Linked DNA regions of Xenopus tropicalis: region 1 is linked to region 2. The links are chromatin contacts, called in public Hi-C maps. All regions are on one chromosome and are shown on one strand. Each heading gives the region's core, a stretch centred on a gene start, on an enhancer-like site or on the middle of the called end of the contact. The rest is flanking DNA. Distances are from core to core; before and after follow the strand shown.

What was found. Hi-C and Micro-C count contacts between places; a contact is called where the count stands out from the background.
Region 1: a contact with region 2 is called in a Hi-C map of brain, with 5 times the contacts expected there. The contact joins the promoter of get1 here to the enhancer-like site in region 2. A contact is called at or near these places in 2 of 5 Hi-C or Micro-C datasets (brain and gastrula embryo).

Annotation. Positions count from the first base shown.
Region 1 is chr2:11,733,363-11,737,673 of UCB_Xtro_10.0, reverse strand. It overlaps get1 (guided entry of tail-anchored proteins factor 1), which reads left to right and starts at 2,310. Exons shown (of 5, transcript NM_001006891.1): 1 at 2,310-2,443. The coding sequence starts at 2,351. It overlaps hmgn1 (high mobility group nucleosome binding domain 1), which reads right to left and starts at 1,671. Exons shown (of 6, transcript NM_203732.2): 1 at 1,506-1,671; 2 at 105-143; 3 at 1-11. The coding sequence starts at 1,520.
Region 2 is chr2:11,672,364-11,676,358 of UCB_Xtro_10.0, reverse strand. No RefSeq gene overlaps it. Among named protein-coding and RNA genes, the nearest start is that of sh3bgr, 29 kb to the right of the region's middle. Within about 2 kb of position 2,053, at least 4 of the 11 cell types and tissues checked have an H3K27ac peak or open chromatin away from gene starts, as enhancers often do.

The DNA of each region.
Region 1 (4,311 bases), core at 1,061-3,560, 61 kb before region 2:
CTCCTCTTGGGCTAAAAAATTAAAAAAAATATAAAAATATGATTAGATACAGCAAAGTAATAAAACTTTTGAGAAGTGTTTTGGTTGAAATCACTGCTCCTCACCTCATCCTTGGCATCTGCAGCATCAGCAGCATTCACCTGCTGGAATAAGAAAGTGCCATTAGTCACAACACCACAGTATTAAACACAAAGAAGAATGACAGGTTGCGGGCAAAGGGATTTAGATCAGGGCAGGGTATCAGCGCTGATAAGCGCACAGTACATGACCTTGGACAAGACAATGCACAAATACCCATTGCAACAGGTTAGTGACCCGCCGCACCAGCAGATGGCGCTAAGCAGGTAAACCAATACTCCAAGGCAAAAACAAACCACACACGGAAGGAGAGGGGTGGGCGCGCTAAAGAAGAATTAAAGACGCCTGGTAACCCAAACACGCACTCGTCATGACCATGTAACGGATTTACCCCCCACTCCCACTTAAACAATTACTCTTTAGTCGACTTAGGAATCGAATGCCACCTATCTATTGCGCGACCCCCCCTTCCCTTAAAAATGGTACAGTCCCCTCAGCGGAGATAACACGCACAGGGGCAGCCCATGTCAACTCTAGCAGGGGGGGGGAGGGAATGATAAAGTGACGTCACTAGTTCAATCATTCGCCCCATTGGCTCTGGGGGATCCGGGAACGTTCTAGAACGAGCAAGACCTTCCCCCTTTCAGGCGCTGACCAGTCCGAACGAAGGAGCGCTGAAGAGAACTAGAGCCGAGGGAAACGCAGGGAGAAGGAGGAGGGGGCAGTAGAGGGAAGGAGCGCTCATCTCGTCCAACCCCCTCCCGCCCGACATTACTCCTCTTACACACACCCCCCTCGTTGTTTTCACCACACGCCTCTATAGAGGGGCCAACTAATGGCCCGCTGGAGGTTAGACTTGCAATCCCCCGGAGGGCCACTTGCAGCGTATACAATCTCTCACACACACACACAACCCCCGCCATGTTGTGGTCGTGCACTCCCGACGACATTACCTCACAGAATTCCCGCCACAGCCGCCTCCCGCCATTCTCCATAATTAAAACTCCAACCCTCCATGTTGTTTAAAGTAAAACAAAAATCAACGCGGAACCTCCTACGCCGTCTCCCCAAGCGAAGAAGCCCGCCATTCCTAATAGGAACCCCCCCCCCCTCAGCAAGTCACCGCGACCCCCTCAGGAAAACGAAGAAAAATAGTGCGGGCTGCTTTCCCCCCCATTAAAGTAAAAGCGTTTGCAATTCCAGTAGGAAAAGTTCCAAATGCACCACATTCTAAAAAGGTATCCCACCGCCATTTTTTTCAAAGCCTCGGCGTCGCCACAAGCGGACTTTCTATCCACCGCGGATATATCCATGTAGAAAGCGAACGGCGGACGAATACGCGCGTCCGACATAAACCCATTTGCCGCTTGCAATTCCCGCTAATATTCGCAGGGAGCCCTCCGCGTCCTTGCAGCGCTCCTCCTTACCTTTCTCTTAGGCATGGCTGCACTGAGGGCTTGTGTGCACCGCTTGAATCCAAAGACAGAAGCAACGGGAACGCTTAGCAGCCTTCTCTGCAAATGGACGCCTACACACTTAAATCCCTGGCTTGCTTGCACTTATTTATATATATATTTGTTTTTTCTATGTGCGAGCCCTCCTGCAGATGGAGTACTCACAAAGACTAGTCGGCTCCCTAGCGCTTGCAAGCGGTTAATATGCGAGCCAGAGAACTAGTTCAAACCGGATAGGATCCCTCCGCCTCTTTATCTATTCACCGCTCTAACCTGTTGGGGGGGCTGGAGAGAATGGGGGGAGGGGAAGCGTATGTCCCACCCCGGTCCCCCCTTTCCATTGGCTCTCAGTGGATTTTCAAACCATAACACGGGCACCTGTCTGGGTAGGTTAGCCTGTCACTCACCCCCCCCCTCCCCTCCTCCTCCTTCCTTTTCTCCCTAAGGGGGGATGTGGCGGCGGTGGGGTAGTAAATCGGCTTTGGGATTTTTTTTTTTTTTTCACGTTTGTTTGAATCGCTGGTGGTAAATACAAGGGCGCTCGCTGATTGGCTGAGACGCATCGTGCTTGGAGCGACGTCACTATCCACGCTGTTCCCTGCGATCGCTGTTTTAACCCGATCTCGTCGCTGCTGAGTGTGTGTGTGTGGGGGGGGGGGATACAATAGATCCAATTGGTACCGACCATAATAAAAAAAAAACTATCTTTGTCCTATAGATCTTTATAGCGATATCATGTTTTGATTCTTTCCACCTCTAAAGGGGGAGGGGTTTGCTGATCGCTATTGTTGCAGCCGATGTGGGAGCTGCTGGGAAACATGGCGGAGAGCTGTGCGGCGTGGCTGTTAGTGCTGAGCGCCGTGTTTCTGTGCAATCTCTGTAAAATCCTGCTTCCTTCTTTCTCCTCGCTTGTAAGTAAGCGACTGATCGCCCGAGAATCGCGGGAGGGGGACGATATGCTGTAGGGGGGAAGACACACGGAGCTACTTGACTAAAACAGACAATGCTGATCATTTACTGATAATTGTCTCTACGTGTGTTTAGCAGAGGCAATTCTCAGTATTGTCTATGGCAGGGGATTTTCTGGCGTTTAGTAGCCGTGACAAGTAGCTGCTACTAGTAGTGTCTTCACCCTAAGGGTGTGGAATACACTGAGCTACTAGTAGCAGCTGCTTGTCACGGCTACTAAAACAGACAATGCTGATCATTTACTGATAATTGTCTCTGTGTGTGTTTAGCAGGGGAAATTCTCAGTATTGTCTATGGCAGGGGATTTTAGTAGCTGCTACTAGTCGCTCTGTGTGTCTTCACCCTTAAGGGCAAAGACACATGGAGCTACTTAGTAGCAGCTACTTGTCACAGCTACAACATGCCAGAAAATCCCCTGCCATAGACAATACTGAGAATTGCCTCTGCTAAACACACACAGGGACAATTATCAGTAAATGATCAGCATTGTCTGTTTTAGTAGCCACAACAAGTAGCTGCTACTAGTAGCTCCGTGTGTCTTCACCCTTAGGGTGAAGACAGACTAGGCTACTAGTAGCAGCTACTTGTCACAGCTACTAAACTCCAGAAAATCCCCTGCCATAGACAATACTGAGAATTGCCTCTGCTAAAACACACGTAGAGACTGTTATCAGTAAATGATCAGCATTGTCTGTTTTAGTAGCCACGACAAGTAGCTGCTACTAGTAGCTCAGTGTATTCCACACCCTTAGGGTGAAGACAGACTAGGCTACTAGTAGCAGCTACTTGTCACGGCTACAAAATGCCAGAAAATCCCCTGCCATAGACAATACTGAGAATTGCCTCTGCTAAAACACACATAGACAGTTATCAGTAAATGATCAGCATTGTCTGTTTTAGTAGCCACGACAAGTAGCTGCTACTAGTAGCTCTGTGTGTCTTCACCCTTAAGGAAGAAGGGGGACAGGGTTGTTGTGTTAGAAAATGAGTAAAAAAGTCTCCTAGTGCTCCAGGAATATAGAGGTGCCTGATCTTTAATACACAGCATTGGCAAAGCTGCAGCCCAATTCCCCATAGAATGCTGGTTTTAATATGGAATATAGTCTAGGGATTGTATCTGCTGCCTGTTATAGCGATGTCACAACTGCCATCTTTATTGTGGCATCATTATAACCTTCCCTCACGTTAAGCACTGCTATATTGCAGGTTTATATCGGCTACGCGCATTAGGGAACCCCTATATGAAGGGAAACATTTATTATTATTAACATTTATTTATAAAGCGCCAACATATCCCGCAGCGCTGTACAATAAGTGGGTTTCATACATTGGGCATACAGAGTAACAAATAAAGCAATTAATAACCAATACAGGAGGGGAAGAGAGCCCTGCCCAAAAGAGCTTACACTCTACAAACATCTCCCCTTGGGAGGGTAGAGTTTAATTCCGCAAATGGCTAGGAGTGGAAAGGGGTAAGCCTAATGCTAGGAAATCCTGCCATTAACAAGTATGGAGGGTTCTGCTGTCTGTCAGCTTTTTTTTTTTTCTCCCAGTGCGTCCCCAAGTGTTTTTTTAAACATCACAAGACGGCCATGCCACCATTGTGTCATCTCTTTATGTCTCATGGTTGCCAACTGTTTCCACTGACAGTTCCCTTTTTTTTTTTAAAAAAAAAAAAAAAATACTTTTTCTTTAACATTTAAAAAAAATAAGCTATGTACATTCTATTGTGGGTGAAAAAGCAGGGGGGTAGAATCGGTAAATAAAAAGGGATATTTGCATTACACAAATGTTATTATTTCGAGGTTAT
Region 2 (3,995 bases), core at 804-3,303:
ACTGATGGGCGGGACTAGTGGGGTTTTGGTGGAATTTCTCAATAAATAAGTCTGAAACACAACATTTTTAAGCACACTCCTTCTATATCTGGAGGAGTATAATTCACTGGTACATTCTTAATTTTTATAGGATATGTCTCCTTTAAAGCAACTTTGACTTGAAGCACAGGAGATTCACAGCCATTTGGAAAGTTTCGCTCACAGAAGAACCAGAATTCTTTTTTAATGACGCGTCAAAACCAGATAATTCATATAAAAAAATTTGCGAAACAGCTAAAATGATGCGCTGTATTTTTTTGATGTGTGTGACATTTTTTGTGACGCAGCAAATTTCGAGAAAAAAAACGCCAATGGCGAAAATACAGAAATTCACCGCAAATCCAGGCCTGGTTTATTTCGCCCATCGCTAATTCTAATCTTTTCTAATCATGTTTTTAAGATTCAAAAACAGATCCAAAAAAATAAGCAAAACTAATTTCAGATAAATATTTCTAACCTTTACATAAATTTACTTAAATATTCTGCTATTTTTTTAATACAAAAACATGAAAAAAATATTCACAAAATAATTCAATATAAACGTCACAAAACAATACTTTCCAATACAAAGCTATTTCTTAAGCTCATTTTTTTAAATAAAAAAAAAAAGATCAAATAATAGAGTATTGGAAACTTTACATTAGAAATACTATCAAATATGAATCTTTTTATTTTTTTTGTGAAATTACATGAAAAATACAGCCGAAACGTCAGTTGCCATTTCAATAAAGCATTCGAAATGAACCTTAAGTCCTGCGTGCGCGGTACCTAACTTGTGTTTTTAATCAAATATTTAGACTTTTTTATTTTATTTTTTTAAATTAAAAAACAAAAAAATGGTGGGAAAAAATAAAGATCACTAGGGGAATACTGGGTTGGGGATTACGTCTCAAGCGCGGCTTTTGGGATTAGGATAAGAGAGTTATTGGTGCGTGTATGTGTGTATATGTGTGTGTGTTATTGTGTGTATATATCTGTATGTGTGTGTGTGTTATTGTGTGTATATATCTGTATGTGTGTGTGTGTTATTGTGTATATATCTGTATGTGTGTGTGTTATTGTGTATATATCTGTATGTGTGTGTTATTGTGTATATATCTGTATGTGTGTGTGTTATTGTGTATATATCTGTATGTGTGGGTGTTATTGTGTATATACCTATGTGTGTGTGTTATTGTGTATATATCTATATGTGTGTGTGTTATTGTGTATATATCTGTATGTGTGTGTGTTATTGTGTATATATCTATATGTGTGTGTATATATCTGTATGTTATTGTGTATATATCTGTATGTGTGTGTGTTATTGTGTATATATCTATATGTGTGGGTGTTATTGTGTATATATCTATATGTGTGGGTGTTATTGTGTATATATCTGTATGTGTGGGTGTTATTGTGTATATATCTATATGTGTGTGTGTTATTGTGTATATATCTATATGTGTGTGTGTTATTGTGTATATATCTATATGTGTGTGTTATTGTGTATATATCTGTATGTGTGTGTGTTATTGTGTATATATCTATATGTGTGTGTATATATCTGTATGTGTGTGTGTATATATCTGTATGTGTGTGTGTATATATCTGTATGTGTGTGTATATATCTGTATGTGTGTGTGTGTTATTGTGTATATATCTGTATGTGTGTGTGTTATTGTGTATATATCTATATGTGTGTGTATGGTGCATGTCAATAAATCCAGGGCAGTCAGTCAGCTCTAGAGATGGGAAGGGCTGAATCTCTTTAGCAGAGGAATGGGAATAAAATCTGCTAGAGAAAAACTGCTATTTCTAAAAAATAAATAAATAAAAACCTAAAGAGGCAATATTGTTTTGTGTACGTGACTGGCTTGCCATCCCTGATCATCATCATGCTCGGATTCTTTCTCCAAACGTCCATTTTAAGGTAGGGATGGCTCGGAGCCAAGAAACAGCCACACAGAATGGATCCGCCAATCAGGGGAAAGCAAGGAGACGCTACATCACTCTCATTAGAGCGCTCCATACAGACACACAAACACAGAGAGGGACATGGAGGGGGAGAAAGGTCCTCGCTGAAACTCGCCAGCTGTTTGCTAACGGCTTTTCATTTATACAGACAAAAAAGGAGTGGTTTGCATGCAGGTCTTGGCCGGGGGTATAAATAAACAAAGCCTACGATGAGAAACATTTTATTGTTGAAAAAATAGAATTATAAAAATAAGACAGGTAATTTTACCCTCCCCCACACTCAAAAATGGAGGGAAATGAACATGCCTTCATAAAACACCACAGAATTCCACTCCAACAGGAACACAATGACCCTTTCCTCTCATTTCTTATTTACCCTTGGGGTAACGTACCCCTTTGTTCTTATAACTGCCCCCGGTGCCTGGTACAATAGAATGGTGCCGGGTCAGACTTGGCAACACGGAATAGAAATGGAGGGAAATGAATATCCCTTCATAAAACACCCCAGAATTCCACTCCTACAGGAACACAATGACCCTTCCATCTCATTTCTTATATATTTTTACCCTTGGGGGTAACGTACGCCTTTATTTTTATAACTGCCCCCGGTGCCTGGTACAATAGAATGGTGCCGGGTCGGACTTGGCAACACGGAATAGAAATGGAGGGAAATAGATGTAAACAATGATTTCTGTGTGTAGGGTTTGCCTGATATGTACCAGACCCCGGCGTATGACAGTAATAAAAATGAGAATTTGGGATACGCCGCGCCAGCTGCTGCCCCCTGGCACACAAAGGGAAGGGTCTGCGGAACAATAAGATGTTGGGCTATTGACATTGTTATTACAGTAATTCTACAGTCTGTGCACCAGGTGGTACAGTTCCCTGAGATTTCAGCTTATTTTTCTTTCTATCCAGGAGACGATTGGGGGGGGGGTTATTATTTCTGCTTTCCCGTTTTATTGGCTGTCTGTATAGGAGGGGTGAGGGGGTAGGGGCTGCTTAATAGAGCACATGTGCACTCATTACAGGCAAAGGGAAAGTGCTTTTTCCCCTGCAGAATTGCATGAAACGGGGTTTGGGAGTGAGATCGGATCCCATGGGGCAGGGGAAGTGGAGGCTGCACATCGACATTCTCCATCCCTGTCAGGGAGCATCATAGAACTCCATAGCATGTTAACAAGAGATGCTGTTAGTTGGGTATCGAAATGAAATGGTGACGCTGTCGTTACCTACTGATAGTGCCTGACATAGACATGGCAGTTTCCTATCAATAAAATCAGTAAAAGACCTTTGGAGGGACAGTCATTTTGACTTCTGTGATCCTGCCGGTCGGCAGCAATCAAAAACACTTGATGCCATACATTCTGGACTCATTGGGCATCATTAGCTTCACCTTGCTTTTATCCATGTAAATATGTAATGTGCTGCCTATGGCAGATGGGGGCACTGTCACACACAGATTGCTCAGGAACCAGGAAGTGAGCCTTTCCAAATAATTCATACCTGACTGTGTCAGTGGTTTCCTTACATAGCGATGTTAAGGTGGCCATACATGGGCCGATTGTAGCTGCTGATATGGGTCCCTTTGACCCATTTGACAGCTTATCGGCCCGTGTAGGGGCAGAAACGACCGCAATGCCCGACCGATATCTGGCCTGACATTGGTCAGATATCGATGGAGCAGGTTAAAAGATTTAGTTGGATTAGGGGCCGCATCGGCTCATTGATGCGGTCCCCAAACCGACTGTGCCATTGGCGCCGTTAGAATTCGATCGTTTGGCCCCAGGGCCCCAGAATTAGCCTACATTTGCCCGATATCGTCCACCCGTAGGTGGGGATATCGGGAGAAGATCCGCTCGCTTGGCGACCTTGCCAAGCGAGCGGATCTTAACACGTATGGGCACCTTTAGTCAAATGATTGTAGGGGGTCAATAGCACTGGTATCACTATTCTCATGGAGGGGCTGTGCCAATAAGAATGCCCTTTTAGGCTGTGGG